Linked DNA regions of Gossypium hirsutum: region 2 is linked to region 1. The links are chromatin contacts, called in public Hi-C maps. All regions are on one chromosome and are shown on one strand. Each heading gives the region's core, a stretch centred on a gene start, on an enhancer-like site or on the middle of the called end of the contact. The rest is flanking DNA. Distances are from core to core; before and after follow the strand shown. Region 1 holds the start of LOC107927143. Region 2 holds the start of LOC107929280 (general transcription and DNA repair factor IIH helicase subunit XPB1).

Evidence for each region. A called contact is a pair of places that touch in the nucleus more often than the background predicts.
Region 2: a contact with region 1 is called in a Hi-C map of leaf, with 2.7 times the contacts expected there. The contact joins the promoter of LOC107929280 here to the promoter of LOC107927143 in region 1. A contact is called at or near these places in 2 of 34 Hi-C or Micro-C datasets (both in leaf).

The regions. Positions count from the first base shown.
Region 1 is chrD03:51,229,146-51,232,427 of Gossypium_hirsutum_v2.1, forward strand. It overlaps LOC107927143, which reads left to right and starts at 1,368. Exons shown (of 3, transcript XM_016858146.2): 1 at 1,368-2,650; 2 at 3,243-3,282. The coding sequence starts at 1,664.
Region 2 is chrD03:51,431,034-51,434,598 of Gossypium_hirsutum_v2.1, forward strand. It overlaps LOC107929280 (general transcription and DNA repair factor IIH helicase subunit XPB1), which reads right to left and starts at 1,629. Exons shown (of 19, transcript XM_041090474.1): 1 at 1,465-1,629; 2 at 1,337-1,377; 3 at 1,164-1,239; 4 at 892-1,060; 5 at 572-794; 6 at 425-481. The coding sequence starts at 1,474.

The sequences.
Region 1 (3,282 bases), core at 118-2,617:
GAGGGATAATCATGGCCATTGGATTATTGGGTTTAATAGGAGATTAGGACTTTGTTCTGTTTTCAATGCTGAGTTATGAGATATCCTAAATGGCTTGATGTTATTGCATAACAGGAGCCGGGACAAAGTGTCGATTCAGATGGATAGCGTGGAAGTTATTCTGGCTATTCAAGTACCATTCTCAAAGTCTTTTGATTCAGCACTTATCAGATGTATTTGGCAAATATTGTCGGAAATAGTTTAATGAGAAATAATACATATTCATTGAGAAGAGAATATAAAAGTTGATCGCATCGCTAAATTGGCTTTTAACATGAATTAGGGTCAGTAGTTGTTTGTAGAGAATCTATTAAATATTGGTAGTTTAATCTAAGTATTGTAACAACTTCTTTTTCACTAAAAAAATAATAATAAATTGCACAAAATTGGTGTGTCATACAAAATTTTTACCTCAATTGATTTTAAAGTTTTTTTTTCTCCAATTAAGTACCTAAATTTGGCTTTAAAGTTTAATTTAATACCTAAAGTTTATTTTGTTTCGAATAGGCACTTGAACTTGGCCTTTTGGTTTAAATTAGTACCTGAACTTAGCTTCATAGTTCAAATTGGTTCAATAAGTCATTTATCATAAGTACTAATTTGGACCAAAAAGTCAAGTTCAGATACCAATTTGAACTGAGAAGCTAAGTTCATCTTAAACACTGAACCAAAATAAACTTTAGGTACTAAATTGAACCTTAAAACTAAGTTTAAATACCTAACTGGACGAAAAAAAAAACCTTAGGTACCAATTTGAACCTTGAAGCCAAATTCATGTACCCAAAATGTATATTTACCCTTTTTTAATAAGAAACAGTTAAATTACTTGGGAGGTCCTTCTATATAAGGACAAGATCAAATTAGTCCCTTTATTATTAAATGGATCGATTTAGTCCATATATTAAAAATTAGAAAACCAAAGATTTCATTTATAAAACCATAAAAGCTTTAGAAATATTAACTCTGTTCCAATTTGATATTATTTGATTATTTTTAACAGTAAAAAAACGAAATATAAAATCCTTGTAATGAAAGGAGGTCTAAGGTAGGTAAAAAGACCCCATAAAAGGTTATCTTGCAAAGTTTGCACGTAAATGTTCCCTAGTTTAGAGTTCTGAACATTTAGAGTAAAATTGTCCTAATTTAGCAATTTTACCCCTGTAAAATTTCCTTGGCATTTTCTACATCCGTTTGTCGGCTGATCCGTGTTATTTTCCCACCCTTTAAACAAGGTGTGGGTCTCACATTTCCCTATCTCCAAAATCTTGGACCATTGTACCCCCACCATCTTAACTCGCTCACATGGATTTTCATATCTCCCTTAATCACACTCTAAAAAGGCCCTTTTTCATATCCCCAAAACAATCCAAAATTAAATTTAAAAAAATCAAAAAGAATAAAAGATAAAATATTTTTAAATTGCTTGGTGAGAATGGTGATGTTCTTATTGAAGTGATGAGGTGGCAACAATGCAAGCGTTCTACTTTACTCCCCTGCAGCAGCAGCAACACGAGCCAATCTTTTATCTTCTTCATTGAAAACCCTACATTTTGATTTGATTTTCACCTTTTTTGGGTACATTTTGTCACTGAATCTAATCAAAGTTGTTCACTTATTTGTTTACATGCAAAACAAGTCTAAATTTTTAAGAATGAAGGAGTCGAAGAAAGATTCAGAGAAAGAAGTGTGGGATCCGATTCAAATCAGGAGTTCATCGGAGAACCCACTTGTTCATGGGTCATCGTCAAGACCCATTCCCAAGCTTATGGTGTGGTTAATCCTTTTCGTTTCGTTTATTTATGTTATTTACACTCTTAAGCTATTAGCCAGCTCGGCTGAAGATTCTTACGATGATATCCCTTTCACTTCATCGCTTCATCGGTCTCTATTAAATCCTAACCGAACGGCGGAGATGACAAAGGAGAAGGCGTCTCTTCACCCACATCGGGATGCTAGAGAAAAACAAGTGGGTTTATTACGAATGCCTAAAGCTCCGCCTAGATGGAGGCCGACGGAGATCCACGACGTCGTTTTTGGGATCGCGGCTTCTTCTAAGCTATGGCAAAAGAGGAAAGAGTACATCAAGATTTGGTACAAACCGGACCGAATGCGCGGTGTGGTTTGGCTGGACAATCGGGTGAAATACTCTGCCGAAGATAACCGGACCCTACCGCCGGTCCGGTTCTCCAGCGACACTTCGAAATTCCAGTATACGAACTCGCAGGGTCACCGGTCAGCGATTCGGATCTCGCGGATCGTGACGGAGACGTTGAGTATGAAGATGGATAACGTGAGGTGGTTCGTGATGGGTGACGATGACACCGTCTTCATCACCGAGAATCTCATTAGGGTTTTGAGGAAATACGACCACACTCAGTATTATTACATCGGAAGCTTATCGGAATCCCATATCCAGAACATATTTTTCTCTTACAGTATGGCTTACGGCGGCGGTGGGTTCGCCATTAGCTACCCTTTAGCCAAGGCCTTGTCGAAGATGCAAGACCGGTGTATTCAAAGGTACCCGGGATTGTACGGCTCCGATGATCGAATGCAAGCTTGTATGGCTGAACTCGGTGTCCCACTCACCAAGGAACTCGGTTTTCACCAGGTAGGTCACTCAGTCTTGTCACTTTTTTCCCATTGTTAAAGTGCATTCCTTTATGCTATGGGTTTTAATTAATTATCTAAATATTCACCTCTAATCATGATTTAGGGTAAGTTAATCGTGATTAAGTTAATGAACAGTGCTATCCCAGTTCCCGATGGTTTAAATTTCAGTTTCGGGAAATTTCAGGGGTAGATGATGACGAGGTGGGACCCACTGTTTTGTAGTGTTTAGACCTTGGTCTCTTGGTTTTTTTCCCAAGCGCTACTATAGCACGTGGGTCTTTTGGGTGGGAGAAACGTCTTGTATTGTGTTTACCTGGTGGAGCCTAGTGCATTTGAGGCAACGAATCCTCCCATGGTGTGATTGGACTTTTTGGGCTAATTATCGACATTAGTACTCCGTGGGGGCTAAACTGATCACTGCCCTTCATTGATGATGTTATCTGACTAATTTCTAGTTCGAGATGATATGTATTATGTATAAGGCTTGAACATCGAACCCACATTATCTAGGTGTATGCGTTTGTAGATGTTTGTTGTCATTGAAAAATCAATCTCTGATTATGTGTTTTTTGTTGGTTAATGGGTACCAGTACGACGTGTATGGGAACTTGTTCGGGCTACTTGCTGCAC
Region 2 (3,565 bases), core at 379-2,878, 200 kb after region 1:
TGAAGGAAAACAAAAGGGAAGTCAAGAAAATAGTTGACAAGCATCCGGAAGAAACATGACAACCAAAAAACCAAGCAAGTTAACAATAAAGAATCCCACATGGAAACTCATGAACCTACAGAAAGTGACCCAATGAATCCAATTGAGCTTAAATTATTCTTTCAAACTGTTTCTCCTAGACTATTATTCAACGCTAGCATCTAAGAGAACACTAAGCAGAATCAGATTGAGACCTTTGAGTGAAAAAGCATACGGCAGGACAAAGTGTCACAGAAACTGATTTGCATGAGAAGATATCATTTAGACCAAAAGCATGATTTCAATGGGAAGAAAAGAGAATAACCACTAAAAGAAGATTAAGCTTATGCCTCAAATGCAATAAACAAAATAAATCAACAAGCTCAATTCAAATAATGTAACAAACCTCAGAAACAAGCCTTGCTCGACCTATAACCTCATCTTGAAGCAGTTTCTTCAGAACCTGCAAGGATCAAACATCACCAAACAATTAATACCCAAAGAATCAATAAATTCCAATAAATTATAAAGGTACCAAAAACAACCAACTTGCCTCCGGAAATGGGGATTCGATAAAATAACGATTCTTCTTAAGCACAAGCTTAACTTTGCCATAATTAGCGGTAGAAGCATGAATGAAATCAATCATTTCTTTAGGAAGCTTAGTCTTGGATAATTTATTCAAGACCGATATAATTGTTTCTGTCTCCAACCCCACAGATACCGCAGCATACAAGGAATGTGGTGTGAGATTATACTCGTGCATTGACTCCGGCCTACATAAATTGAAAATTCACATTCATACACGTTAATGTACATCCAATAAGAAAAAAAAATTAAAATTAAATCACATTATATTAATGGGGTCAGTACCTGCAAACGGGTTCAGCTATAGCAATGAGAAAATCATAAGCTTGCTTGTATAAAGGGGAGAATGTCTCCAAAAATATACGCCCATCAGCACAAGCCCATAATGGGCGATTACCATGATCGAGTTTTAGTTCTAATTTGGTAAAATCTCTTTTCTTTCCTTCATTCTCACCTTCAAAATTAATCATAAATTAAAATAATAAAAAAAAAACCAAATACAACTCAAATTCAATCTAAATAGATTAAAAGCAAAAAAAGAGCAAACAAATGAGTACCATCACGAGGTTCATCATCGGCTTCATCAGGATAAAAAGAATAATCATCTTCCATAGCTGAGCCCCTGTGATCATCCTGCAAAAAAAAAACCCAAAACGAATCATGCTTTTGTAAGGAAAAATTTACAAAACCCATAAAATTCAAACAAAATATATATAGAAATTCCCCCAACCTTGGCAAATTTGAACTTTTTGTTGGGCCGACCTCTTTCACCTGAGAATCATTAAAATGTTATACAAAACCGTTTAAAAAAATAAATCAAAACTGCAAAAATCATGGATTTCCGGTTTCCTTTGTTACCATGTCCCATGTTTTTGCTTAAATCCGTGTATTGGGAAAACCGGTTTCCTTATCGGATTATCAGCCCTTTAGAGATCGATAGGTTTGAATATATATTTATTTAATTCAAGCGATTTTTCCTTGCCTGAGAAAAAAATAGATTGTTCCTATACTGAGAAATCTGAGAAAATGTTTCAGGGACACCGAACTCTATTTATAGACGATCTGCACCTCTAGTTTAGCGGGATCCACCGTGCAAAACTTAAAACGCAGCGTTTTTTTTAGGTCTTTTGCAGATAAAATGTGCAATAAGTCCCTGTACTTTTTGGAATTTTATAATTTAGTCTCTATATTTTTATTTTCAGAAATTTTGTCCTTGTACTTTATAGATTTCAAATTTCAAGTCTAACTTTTAACAATGTTAAATTCAGGTTAATTCCAATGTCATTTTTTTAATTACGTGACTACCAAGTGAGTATTTTTCTTAAATTTTAAAATGTCATACTAACAATTTTAATAAGAAAAAAATTAACAATGATAAGAGTTGGATATGAATTTTGAAATCTGAAAAGTCTAGAGACTAAATTCTAAAATTCAAAAAATATAAATACTTATGACATAATTTAATTGTCTTTTGCTATTGTTACTCCAATTTAATCCTTGGGCTGGAGGTATAATTAGCCAAAATAAACTCAGGTAAAAGCAGGTTTGGGCTTGAGCTTAATTTGAAAATTGGAACTTATTATTTGATATAATTTTATCGAAGATTATTTTTTAAGTTTAAATTTGACTCGAGATATATTTGAGCTCAAACTCAGTCAAGCTCTTATCAATTTTATGCTTGAACTCTAGTTCGATTCAGTTTATTTGTACAAGCTATTTCTATAAGGATAAAAATGTGTTTTCATGATATAAAAATATATTAAAATGAAATGTTAGAGTAGGTTCATGAGTTGTTTGAAAAGAGTATTATAATGTTCTAGTTCGGTTTGATCGATAGTTTGAGCTCGTATTGATAATTATCGAATCGAAATCGGGTTTCTTTAATCAAACTCAAATAACTTGCGAGCACTAGTGTCTCATTCGTATACCTACCTTCTGCTTATCAAGTTAGTTCTTTCAATTGTGCACATGAATAAGGTCAAATTTTAAATTTTTTAAATAGTTTGGGCTTTTATGCTTTCAAGTTCAAGTTGTTTTTTTTGGACTTTAGCCATTTAAATTTTCAAGTTTAGATCATTTCATGATTTAATTATTTTGAGTTTGAGTCATTTAATATTTAAATAATATTGGCTTCAAATCGTTTCAAGTTTAAGTCAACTTTAAGTTATGGTCAAATTTAAATCCAGGTAAATACAAATTAAATTAAAACATATTTGTATTACATTGATCGAATCAAATTTCAAATTTAAGTCGTAATTGGCATAACTAACCACTCTAGAGTCAATTAATTAATCTAGTTAGGGTTAAAAATAAAGTCACAAACTGAATATGTTTGGGGTTTAGGGTTTTTAGAATAAAAATTTAAAAACCACTATCCCAAATCAATTTATACTTTTATTTAATTTGTAATTAAAAATTGATATGTGAGAATAAACATTGTGTACTTTAAATAGTAAAATAAATTAATAAAAAATCTATAAAAAACATTTTTAAAAAATAATACATAAGAATTATCGATTATTTTTTACTTAAATTTGTTATGAATATGAATGAAAAAATTTAAAATTAGTATAAAAAATAAAGAAAACGAAACTAACCAAACTAGGTTTACTGTTAAGGGGCTTGAATCAGGGGATAAATGAGATACTGGTGTTTACAAGTTACTTAAGTTTGATTCGAAAAAAATTCAGGCCCAATTTGATAATTATTGAAACGAATTTGAATTATCAATCAAGCTGAATTCAAGTTTGATAATACTCGACTTGAATGGCTTGTAAATTTTATCGAGCTTTTTATATTTTTATATTATTAAATTATGTTGTTTCCCTTGATATTTTTTATTAATCCTATGATTAATAACCGAGCTGAGTTCGAGCTCAAGTTAAAGTATAAAATTAATAAATGAGTTTAATTAAACTATATCTCAAACCAAACACGAGCTTAAAAAATAGAAATTTAA